Linked DNA regions of Pan troglodytes: region 1 is linked to region 2. The links are chromatin contacts, called in public HiChIP or PLAC-seq maps. All regions are on one chromosome and are shown on one strand. The core of a region is the stretch at or near the end of the contact, and the rest is flanking DNA. Distances in the headings are between cores, read along the strand shown. Region 1 holds the start of CIAO1 (cytosolic iron-sulfur assembly component 1). Region 2 holds the start of NEURL3 (neuralized E3 ubiquitin protein ligase 3).

Evidence for each region. HiChIP or PLAC-seq counts read pairs in DNA pulled down with a chosen protein or histone mark.
Region 1: an H3K4me3 HiChIP or PLAC-seq map of stem cell-derived excitatory neurons shows a contact between it and region 2, with 15 times the contacts expected there. The contact joins the promoter of CIAO1 here to the promoter of NEURL3 in region 2. A contact is called at or near these places in 1 of 7 Hi-C or Micro-C datasets (stem cell-derived neural progenitor cells) and 1 of 1 datasets of contacts at active chromatin or transcription factors (stem cell-derived excitatory neurons).

Annotation. Positions count from the first base shown.
Region 1 is chr12:26,801,358-26,807,371 of NHGRI_mPanTro3-v2.0_pri, forward strand. It overlaps CIAO1 (cytosolic iron-sulfur assembly component 1), which reads right to left and starts at 4,584. Exons shown (of 7, transcript XM_001144741.7): 1 at 4,140-4,584; 2 at 3,156-3,304; 3 at 2,889-3,000; 4 at 2,701-2,789; 5 at 1,966-2,167; 6 at 1,269-1,356. The coding sequence starts at 4,278. It overlaps TMEM127 (transmembrane protein 127), which reads left to right and starts at 4,559. Exons shown (of 3, transcript XM_054678621.2): 1 at 4,559-4,760.
Region 2 is chr12:26,561,479-26,567,284 of NHGRI_mPanTro3-v2.0_pri, forward strand. NEURL3 (neuralized E3 ubiquitin protein ligase 3) reads left to right here and starts at 1,964. Exons shown (of 4, transcript XM_016948975.4): 1 at 1,964-2,475. The coding sequence starts at 2,400.

The DNA.
Region 1 (6,014 bases), core at 3,334-5,833, 240 kb after region 2:
GCTGGTCTCAAACTCCAGACCTCAAGTGATCCACCTGCCTCAGCCTCCCAAAGTGCTGGGATTACAGGCGTGAGCCACTGGGCCCAGCCATCATAAAGTATTCTTTTTTTTTTTTTTTTTTCTTTAGATGGAGTCTTGCTCCATCACCAGGCTGGAGTGCAGTGGCGCAATCTCGGCTCACTGCAACCTCCGCCTCCCGGGTTCAAGCGATTCTCCTGCCTCAGCCTCTGAGTAGCTGGGATTGGGTGCGTGCCAACACGCCCAGCTAATTTTTGTATTTTTAGTAGAGACGGGGTTTCACCATGTTGGTCAGGCTGGTCTTGAACTCCTGACCTCATGATTCGCTCACCTTGGCCTCCCAAAGTGTTGGGATTACAGGCGTGAGCCACAGCGCCTGGCCCCATCATAAAGTATTCTTAACCCCTTTCTTTAAACAGTGATACAACAAGCTGAGTTCTACCATAATTTACTTAAGTTCACTTTTGTTGAATAGGTGATTCCCAAATGTTTGCTAATATAAAGCAAACTTAAGTGCTCAGTTTTTTTCACTGTTTTGGATTTCCTAGGGATCAATTCTCAGGGCCAGAACTACCCTCTAACCTACTCTCCTATATGAATGGTGCAGCTTTTCCAGCTTCCACAAGGCCGGAGTCAGTGTTACCTATAAAAACCCCAGCCACTGCCAGGTGCGGTGGCTCACGCCTGTAATCCCAGCACTTTGGGAGGCCAAGGTGGGCGGATCATGAGGTCAGGAGATCGAGACCATCCTGGCTAACACAGTGAAACCCCGTCTCTACTAAAAATAAAAAATTAGCCAGGCATGGTGGCGGGAGCCTGTAATCCCAGCTACTTGGGAGGCTGAGGCAGGAGAATGGTGTGAACCCGGGAGACGGAGCTTGCAGTGAGATGAGATCACGCCACTGCACTCCAGCCTGGGCTGCAGAGTGAGACTCTGTCTCAAAAAACAAAAAAACAAAAAAAAAACCTCAGCCACGAATGCAGATTCAATAATAACTTCTGGACAGCACGAGCTGTGCGAACCTCTAGCGCTGGTGCTGCCCTCACAGCCTGGGACTGTTCTCTGCTCCTGTGAATGCCAGCCCAGCCAGCTGTAAACCAGCATGGTAGAGTCAGGCCTGATAAGGAATGGGGGTGGCTGCCCTCAATTCCCAAGCACTCCCCCAGGGTTGCAGAGGACTGCATAGGGTATGCCTTCTCTAAAATCCCTGATTTATGGGGATGGGATGGGGTGGGGGATGGAGTCTTACCAAGCAATGTCATAAATGGTCCTTGAGTGGAAGCCGGACAAAGTACAGATACATTTCCAACTGGGGTCAGAGCCGCTGCATGCCACCCCTGCAAGACAGACTTCTCTTGCCCTTAAACGTTTCTATGTCCTGGGCACCTCAAAGGAGAACCTAACTTACCTTCCCTCACCCTCATCTTCAACTGATTATGAGTCTGCGTCTCCGTTCGTGTCCCCATCCCTGCTGATCTGCCTTACACACTATAGCCAGACTGGCGTTTCTCAAGCAGAATTCCGAGGAAGCATCCCTGTTCTGTTGCAGACTGTATGTAACTACTTTGCGTGCCTGTGAAGGCCACCCACCAGCCGACCCAACCCACTTTATTCCTCTCCAAACCCTAGACGTCCTATGCCCCATTTAAATGCATTACCACCCCTCAGCCTAAGCATTCCCGCCATTGTTATCTTTACTCACACTGTTAAGTTTTCACTTGAATTCTCACGTGAAATTCTCATGTTAAAATCCTACATACCCTTTTAAATTCAGATGAAACAACCCGTTCTACAAAACTTTCCTGATTCTTCCAGCACTCTATCCAAAGCCCTCTTGTGGCACATCTTACCTTTTACCCCCATTTGCTCTGACTCATGTACGTGTCTTAGCAGACTGTGAACCCCTTGAGACATGGGTCTTCTTTAGCTCTACTAATGGACCTCACCTTGTTCATTGCCTGGTAGATACTGACGCCAGATACGCACAGTACGGTCATCACTACAAGACGCCAGGCGCTGGCCACTCGGGTCAAAGGCCAAGCTCCACACAGTGGATTCATGGCCCTCAAGGGTGGCACAGCATACCCAGTCATCCTCTTCCTCCCGGTACAGCTTCACTGTGTCATCATAGCTGGCAGAAGCTAAGAGCTGGGGGAAGAGTGAAAGGAAACCCAACATGTGTCTGTGTGGCCCAGGAAGCAAAGGACAGGTCAGTTCCAGGTATCTGCTTTTATTTTATTTTATTATTTATTTGAGATGAAGTTTGCTGTTGTTGCCCAGGCTGGAGTGCAATAGCACGATCTCGGCTCACTGTAACCCCCGTCTCCTGGGTTCAAGTGATTCTCCTGCCTCAGCCTCCCGAATAGCTGGGATTACAGGCATGTGCCACCATGCCCGGCTAATTTTGTATTTTTAGTAGAGACGGAGTTTCACCACGTTGGCCAGGCTGGTCTCGAACTCCTGACCTCAGATGATCCACCCACCATGGCCTCCCAAAGTGCTGAGATTATAGGTGTGAGCCACCACACCCAGCCGGATCTGTTTTTATAAAGGGACTAATGTTTTTTGTTCACAGATGGAACTCTCCGTAAAAGCTAGATTAAGGCTGAAAAGCAGAGGAAGGCTGGGCACAAGCCTGCACACCAGAGCCCTTCCCACAAGAGTCCCTGCTTGACTCTTACCTCCTGACTTGGGTGCCAAACCACATGCTTGACATCCTGTGTGTGGGAGTTGAGAACACTGACACATTCATACTCATCCTCTTCATCAACTGTGGGAGAGAAAAAGGGGACCCAAGAGCCGACCCTGTCAGGGACACAGAGGGGGCTGTCAGGTGGTTCCCAATCCACCTGGAGGGACCTGGCCTCACCTTCCCAGACCCAAACGCTCTTATCTCGGCTGCAAGTGGCCAGGAGGTTGCCAGATGGGGCCCAAGCCACTGACTTGACCTCATTTTCATGGCCCTCGAGAGTGGTTACACACTGTGAAAGGGGAAAGAAAATGAGAATTAACAGCAGCTAACACCCCTAAGCCCCTTCCCATGGGTACAGCCCAACTGGCGCAGGTTGGCTCAGGTTCCTGAACCAGCCCTGGGGAGGAAACAGGCAATAATACTGGTCCCAACCAGCCTGGGTACCTCAAAGTCATCCTGGTTCTTCTTCCAAATGCAAGTGGTAGCATCAAAGCTGGCAGAGGCCAGGTAATTACCGCAGGGGGACCAGGCTACCTTCCGCACGGTGCGCTGGTGGCCTTCAGAAAGGACAGACTTGCAGATCCAGCTGTCACCTAAAGGCGGAGCGCAGGCCAGGCTCTGGAGCTGGGTGCAGCACCATGAAGCCATTCAATATCAGGGGCTAGCACTGGAATCAAGCTAGTGGGGGAAAGCTCAGGGAGTGTATTTCACAGCTTTTACAAAGATGCAACTGAATCTACTTCCTCTGGAAGCTTTTTTTTTTTTTTTTTTTTTTTTTGAGACGGAGTTTTTGCTCTGATGCCCAGGCTGGGGTGCAATGGCACAATCTCGGCTCACTGCAATCTTCGCCTCCTGGGTTCAAGGGATTCTCCTGCCTCAGCCTCCCGAGTAGCTGGGATTACAGGTGCCCGCCACCACGCCCAGCTAATTTTGTACTTTTAGTAGAGACGGTTTCACCATGTTGGCCAGGCTGGTCTTGACCTCTTGACCTCTTGACCTCAGGTGATCTACCCGCCTCTGCTTCCCAAACTGCTAGGATTACAGGCGTGAGCCACCGCGCCCAACCTCTGGAGGCATCTTTCTAAAACAAATCTGATCTAAAATTGCTATTGGTTCCCCAATGCCCTCGGGATAAAATGTGACCATCCAGTCGCAAGTTACTCTGAAGGCCACTTTCCTAACACCTCTCTTTTCCCATTTTCCTGCCTCTGCAGCTAACACAATTCCCTTGACATTTCAGCTTGTCTGCTTACGTTTTTCCTCCCAACAGTCGCAGACTTCTTTACCTTAAAGCCCTTCTCGGCGTGGCTAACATCCCACTCTCCCTCCGCCAGGAACAGGTTCAGCCTCCCCTGCAGGCTGAGCGCCTGCACTACGCGCAGGCTGAGCCCTCAGCGCTGAGGGCCGCGCAACCAGGCTGGGCCTTACCCTCCGTGCCCCAGATGCGGATTCTCCGGTCGCCGCCGCACGAGGCCAGCAGGGTCCCCGCGGGGTTCCAGGCCAGGAACCAGCAGCGGGAGTCCGGGTGCGCCGGGACACGGCCCAGCAGCACCAGCGAGTCCTTCATGTCGGCCCGACGCAGGGGGAGGTGGGGGCGGGCAGAGTCCGCTGAGCAGACAGCGGGTCTCACCGCGCGCGTCTGCGTACCGCCCACTCCAGGCTTCCGCGGCCGACAGAGGCTCCCGCTTCCGCCGGAGGACCTGGGTCGCCCCGGAAACTCAACTGCCCACTGCTGCGGCCGCCATACCCTCTGGGAGTTGTAGTCGCTCCCCTCACCTCGGCAGGGAAAGCATCGCGGGACCGCCTCGAACTACCAGTCCCGTGAGGCCCTGCGCAGAGCCGGCGGCGCGCCCAGCCTGTGACGCGCGCGGGGGACGGGGCGGGGAGCCGGAGGAGGAGGAGGCAGAGGAGGAGGAAGCCGGAAGTGCATCGGCCCCGGGTCTGTCCGGGCGTTGCGGGATTGGGGCCTGGGAACGCTCGGCCCCCGGCAGCCGAGAAGCCCGTGACTGGGCTGAGCAGCACCATCCCAGCCCTGGGGCCTGCTGACTGGTGAGGAACAATGGGCGGCGTGGGGAGGGTCTTTTCTGCGCACAGGTCGCACCCCAAACCGCCGGTCCCAGATCACGAGTCCCCGATCCCCGCGGCCCAGCCCGGTCCTCCGCCTCTCGGCATCCTCTGGCTGAGACCCTGACTCCGGGTCTTTGCTCTAGCAGTAGCCGATCCCCGATCCCTCCGCCCCCCACTCGAGTCTGCCCAGACCCCATCTGGCCCCTGGCCGTCTTCGGTTGTCGTCCCGCAGTCCCATTCCGGAGTCTCCTGTCTCCGCCCCCCGAATTCCCGCAGCCCTCCCCGTCTCCGTCAGCCCCGGGTCCCACCCCCCTATCCTCTGGTGTCAACCCTGACAGCCCAGTCCCGGCTTCACCTGCAGCGAACCCGGAGCGTTGCTATCCTCCACCGGACTGTCAGGCTCTGCGCGCCCCGCGGAGGTCGGCGGCGACCAGCAGCGACTGCGGAGCGACGGCGGGCGGCCCCGGGCATGTACGCCCCCGGAGGCGCAGGGCTGCCCGGCGGGCGCCGGCGGAGGAGCCCGGGAGGCAGCGCTCTGCCCAAGCAGCCGGAGCGTAGCCTGGCCTCGGCCCTGCCTGGCGCCCTGTCTATCACGGCGCTGTGCACTGCCCTCGCCGAGCCCGCCTGGTTGCACATCCACGGAGGCACCTGTTCGCGCCAGGAGCTGGGGGTCTCCGACGTGTTGGGCTATGTGCACCCGGACCTGCTGAAAGGTGAGGGTGCTGCGCGCTGGCCCTTAAAGCCTCGGTGGGGGACAGAATGTGTTCTGGCTGAAGCAGAGATAGCCAGGGACCAGACACTTGGTTGAAGGAAACGGCCCCATAACTGCCTGGTGTTCATGCCCACCAGGTGGCTCTGTTTGGGGTCCGGCCCCTCATTAATTCTGATGTTATTCAGCTAAGCACCTACTCCTCACAGCCATGTTAATCCGGACTGCTGCTATTTTAGGATTCTGCTGGAGGAAGGACGCTGTGTATCGAGAAAAGATAAGGGTGCTAGGTATCACAGTTAGCTGGCCTCTTCTAAGGAGCCTGTGAAATATGGAAAAGCTTCTTTGGGGCAGACTGATTAATGGAGAAAAAGGAACTTTTAATATGACTAGGTTTTAAAACATATCTTAGAGTTTTATGGTAATCGGATGCGTATTAGAGAAGAAGGGAATCTGTGGCATTTTAGGTAATCGGAAGACCGTTCCATTGCCACCCGCAATACAACAGTCGGAATGTGGCTCTTGGA
Region 2 (5,806 bases), core at 714-3,213:
CATTGTTCTTCCCCAGTAACTCCGAAAGATCCATCAGAGTCCTCCAGCTGAACGACTGGATCCCTGCCTGGCTGATCCCATCCACCACTGTATGACTGATCGCTCCATCTATGTTCCCAGTGCTGTCATCTCACCTGAGCTTCCACTTGGATTCTCAGTTGCCTTTGAGCCACCTGACTTGATGGTTAACAGCTGCCTCAGACACAGCTATCTGCTAGTACTGTGTTCCTCCCAGACTACCCTCAGTAGATCTGTGTCCCTCCCCGGGGCCCTGGCATCACCTCCCACTGTTGCCAGGCTTAGCCTTGGCTCTCCTGGGGTGCCCTTCCCTGCCTCGTGCCCTTATTAACTTCTCACAGTTCCCTTCCCCTCCTTGCATGCTTCCATTTTCTGCCCAACAGTTCCAGGTTCCTCAACCCTTGGCTCCTGCTGAGAATCTTTCAGCAATCCCCTATTTGCTACGGAAGAGTCCAGCCCCTCCACGGCACGGCCCCTGTGATCAGGCTGCCTTCCTGCCCCCCTCCTCACAAGTTGAAGGACCACTGCTCCACTCTACCCTGGGCTAGGCAGTGCTGGCTTCCCACCAACATCCAGTTTCTCCTTCTTCCTTAGTGACAGACCCCAATTTTTAGCTGCTCTTCCCGATAAAGACTACATTTCTCAGTTTCCCTTGCAGCTAGCTGTGGCCATGTGACAAGCTTCTGGCCAATGAGCTATAAATGAAAACGTTACATAGGCCCTCCAGTAAATCAGCTTAATTGCAAGCTGGCTTGGCTTAGCTTAGAGGAGTGCCCATTTGAGTCTTTCTCTTCCCTGATGCTTGGAGCTCTGATGTACTGGCTGGAGTTCCAGCAGCACTTTTGGTACATGACGTGACCTTGAGGCCAGTGCTAGAATGGTGGAGCTGAACAGCGGAGAAAGCCTGGGTCCCCTGTGGCTGCAGAGGTGTCATGACTAGCTGGACTGCCTGTCTTCAGCTTATTTTATGTGAAAAAGAAATGAACATGCCTTGCTCAAGCCACTGTCCTTTTGGACATTCTCTTGCATGCAAGCAATCCTAATCCTACCTGATACAACCATACAGCACAGATCATGTCTCCGTTCCTATGCTTTTGTGTGTGTATTCCTTCTCCCTGAAATGCCTTTCATTCCTTTCCTGGCTGTTGAAATCCTATTTACCTTTCAGGGCACAATTTTAATAACTCTTCTTCCACAAAACCTTCACCCATTCCCTGGGCATAACAACCCCTCGACACCGCTGGTTTTCCCAGCCCTCAGTTTGGCCCTCTTGTAGCACTTACCTAAATTCCAGGGCATGCACAAAGTGGCTGAAGGATGAGGATTGGGTTTCCTTCAATCTCTGGTTACCCAGAACTGGGACAGTGCTTGGCACATAGCAGGCACTAAATCAATTCCTGTTGAACACACATGCATGCACACACGCATGCACACGCATACACACACCCCACACAGGGCAGGCACCACCAGGGCAGGTACCAGGTGTCTTTCCAGGACAGACACCCTGACAGTTGTGTATGGGGTGAGGGGGCACGGGAAAAAGGAAAACAAGAAACCAAAAGAAGAGAGGGCACACCTTTCCCTTGACCCTTCCCTCACGCACAGGCATGAGCAGCCACGCCAGGCCTGGAAGCTGTGCCTCTCTCCCCCAGCTCCCCTCTCTGGCAGGCTCCCCATTCATGCCCAGTGGGCGCTCCCGTGCTGGCTGCTGGCGGGGAGAACCAGGAGGGAGGAAGGCTGTGGAGGCGCCCGGCAGAATCAGGACCCAGGAGGACCGCAGCAGAGCGGAAGTGACAGCACAGACCTGTTAATAACTCTGGGCTGGTACTGTGCTACAGGCTGGCCTCCCTCTCCTCCCTCCCACCCCCAAGGCCCCGTGGGGGCTGCAGCTATTGGTCCAGAGGGCTTGTTGGAGTTGTTGGGTGCTCGAGAGGCAGGCCGACTTGGTGGCTGAGGGCGGCGCCTAGGACACAGTTGCAGTCCTGGCGGAGCGTTTGTGGCCCATTCTCTCCAGGGCACCAGGCCTGTGGTCAGTTCCGCTGCCGGCCACCGGGTGGCAGTGCTGGTCAAGCCCTCCAGCCTCCAGAGCCGGTCTTCCCAGGCGGCGTGGATGCTTCCTGACTCACCAGCTCCGCCAGAACGACATTGTTAGGGCTGGAAGGGCTTAGCCAACATAACACGAAGACGCAATTTATGTATGATTTGAGGGTCCGATTGGAAGGGTTTTTTTGTACATCTACACACCTGTGTGACCACGATCAAGGTGCAGGACGTTTCCAGCTCCCCAGAGGCTTCCCGTGTCCCTGCCGATCACTACCTCCCAAAGGCAGCCTTGTCCTGCTTCGAACACCACGGATGGGTTTTGCCTGAACTTCCTATGAATGGCAGCACGCGGTGCTCTTTGGGTCTTCCCTTACATCAGCCTCACGGCTGTGAGGTTTATCCACGTCGTTGCAGGTAGCAGTAATTTGTTGTCATTGGCACAGTATTCCATGGCGCGCATATGTGGCAGTTTAGGTCCTGCTGATGGTTGTGGGAAGCTGGGCCGGGAGCAGCCTCTGAGACAGAGATCAGGGACAGGGCTGCTTAGGCGGCAGACCCGGGGAAGCATAGGCCTGGACTGGGTGTGCGTGGGACACTGGCCTTGGCCTCCGGGGAATGGGCCCTGCATTCCCGGGGATCTGAGCAGCTCAGCTCCCCCAGCTGAGGGTGAGGTGGACAGCAGTGGACATTCGCTTGTTTCCAGGCTGGGGCTGTTGTGCAGAGCGCTGCTGTGGGCCAGCACACTTGGTTCACGGGGGTGGCATGGCTGGGCCATGAGGCTGGCAGAGGGGTGCCTTGTGCAAAAGCTCCCAACGCTGCCCTGTTTGGCCCCTGCGCGCCCTGGCCGACCGCCCACAGCGCCCGCGGCCCTGATGTTCTGGGGCTGGTTTCTAGGCAGGGCAGCCCCTGCCCTCTGAGATTTTGGCCCGGCGGGGAACGGATGAGGGCTGGCAAGTGTCATAGGTAGGCGTCCCTGGGCCTTAATGGCAGGGACCACGAGGGACCGGGCTGCCTGACAGTGCCCCAGGTTGGGCTGGGCTCCCGGTCCCGCTGGGCCGCACGCTGGAGTGGGCGCGGGGCAGCAGTGGCTTCCTCGTGTGTCAGGCTCTTCCCGGAGCGCGGGTTGAGTCTTGAGAGATAACCTGCGTGAAGACATGTGTAGTGATGGAGCTCTGGGCAAGAGAGGCCGACTGCAACAGAGGGGTCCCAGTGAGGCTACCACCCACCCTGGGAGACGGGTGTGTGGGAGCTGCGGTATAGTGAGCCTCGGCGCCGCTCACCTCCCTCTGGGGCGCCCCTCCCGGCTTTGGGGGCTCCCGGGCCCTCGGCGCCTCCTGCAGTACTGACCGCCGCCAGCAGGGGCCGCCTCAGTCTCGGCACAGCGGAGACCGCCCCGCGCTCGAGGGCACGGGCCCGCCCGTCTCAAAGCAAAGGTTTGCAGCGGGGCTGGCGGGTGACATCTACTGCGGGGCAGCCTCCACCTGACACTCAGCAGCCAGTTAGGCCTATCTACAAATCTCCTGCTCTGTGCCCGCGCAGTCCAGTGGAGGAGATATTCCTAATTAGGGGGCACTTCCAAGGGGCGGAGTCTCCGCGGCGAGTGGCCGTGGAGGGGCGCAAGGCAGACGGTCTCCAGCCACGATACCTGGGCCAGTCCCAGCCTGTCACGTCATGCCTAGTGAGCTGAACAAGCTGCGTAACTGTCGTGTGCCTCAGTTTCCCCACGTGTATAATGGAAATGATTACAATAAACAGGACCTTTTTGAGGAGTTGCCATGAGGACTATCAGGTAAGTTCTGGACTTAGAACGGTAGCATTCCGGGCCAGGAGCGGTGGCTCACGCCTGTAATCCCAGCACTTTGGGAGGCCGAGGCGGGTGGATCACGAGGTCAGTAGATGGAGACCATCCTGGCCAACATGGTGAAACCTCATCTCTACTAAAAATACAAAAATTAACTGGGCGTCATGGAGAGCGCCACAGTCCCAGCTACTTGGGAGGCTGAGGCAGGAGAGTTGCTTGAACCTGGGAGGCAGAGGTTGCAGTGAGCCGAGATCGTGCCACTGCACTCCAGTCTGGGCCACAGAGCGAGACTCCGTCTCAAAAACAACAACAACAACAACAACAACAACAACAACAACAAAAACGGTAGCATTCTGCAGGGGAGGAAAAGTACAAAAGTAAAATCTTTCCCCACCCATTGCTCGGTTCATGGCTAGGACACCTATAACAAAAGACAGGTCAACAAGAGAAAAGCACACAAATTTATTTCATGTAAATTTTACATGACACAGGGGCCTTTGGAAATGAAGACCCAAAGAAATGGGGACATGTATTTTTATGTGTTGGTTTCATGAAGAGTGGGCATCGTGGAGAAGTGATTGGCTAAAGGGGAAGGGGTAATAAACCGGGGAGAGTCGGCCAGCCTGTTCAGATTCTTCTCTCTGTCCCTGTGTCTTCAGAGGTAAGGATGGGTCTTATGGCCTCATGGCCCTACTTCAGGGGATTCGGGCAAAGGGAAGGTGAGCGAGGCCTTCCTGCTTCTGCTGTTTTCTTAAATGCCAAAGTGCCATATTTTGGGGTGGCATGTCCTGAACCCTGGCAGTTTGTTCAATAAACAAACACAGAGTGTGTGGCGGGTATGCCTGTACCCTGGATGGGAGGCTTTAGGCAGGCTTTAGCTCCTCAGAATGACCTCCTCTGCCCCCCAGCTGCCTCATGGCCCAAGGTCCCACTGATGCAACTATACCACCCCAGCCTGCTGGCTTTGGGTGGCCTGAGGGCCATAGCTTGCCAGGTAATTTTCCAGACAGTCTGAGGCTCAGAGTTGACTTCCCTGATAAGATGCCATACATACCTCTCATGAGAGTGTGATTTATTAACAAGATGCATGGCTGCAGCGCTCTGGGGAACCACCCAAGGCAGCCTGCACTAAGGTGGAGACGTACCTGGCACTAGCCATCCCTTAGCCGAGCAGTCACTGATTGTGGCCTTGATCTGGGGTTGAGGGTCAGGGCACTCACAAGGCTCCAAACCCACCAGGCCCTTGCCCCCGAAAGTGGGGTCCACTTGGCCAGGTGCGGTGGCTCATGCCTGTAATCTCAGCACCTGGGGATGCCAAGATGGGGGGACTGCTTGAGGCCAGAAGTTTGAGACCAGCCTGGGCCACATAGCTAGACCTGTCTTCACAATATCAGAAATATTAGCTGAGCATGGTGGAGTGCAGCTGTGATCCCAGCTACTCAGGAGGCTGAGGTGGGAGGATCAATTGAGCTTGGGAGTTTGAGGTTGTAGTGAGCCATGATCACACCACTGCACTCTAGCCTGAATGACAGTGAGACCCTGTCTCAAAAAAAAAAAGTCGGGTCCACATATCTCAGGTAGGGCCTCAGGCTTTCTGAGTCAATCTGCATTTTAACAAGATCCCCAGGAGATTTGAGAGTATGTTGCAATGTGAGTGAGGAGCACTAGGTTAGAGTAAGCCACCTTCCCTCCATGAGCCTCAGTTTTCCTAACCGAAATAAATATTGACGGGCTAGAATACCTTTGGCTTCTTTTCCAGTGCTAACACATTGGGAGCTAGACCTTTGCAGTGACCGTCTGTAGGGCTATTTGCATTTTGTGGCAGTTCTGGGAAAGTGGAATTCCCAGAAATTCCAGTGGGAAAGGCTGGAGGGACCATCAGCTCCTCTCCTCTTCTGTCTGCTTTACCCCTCCTCTCTGTTGGAGGTGCACAATTTCCCAGGT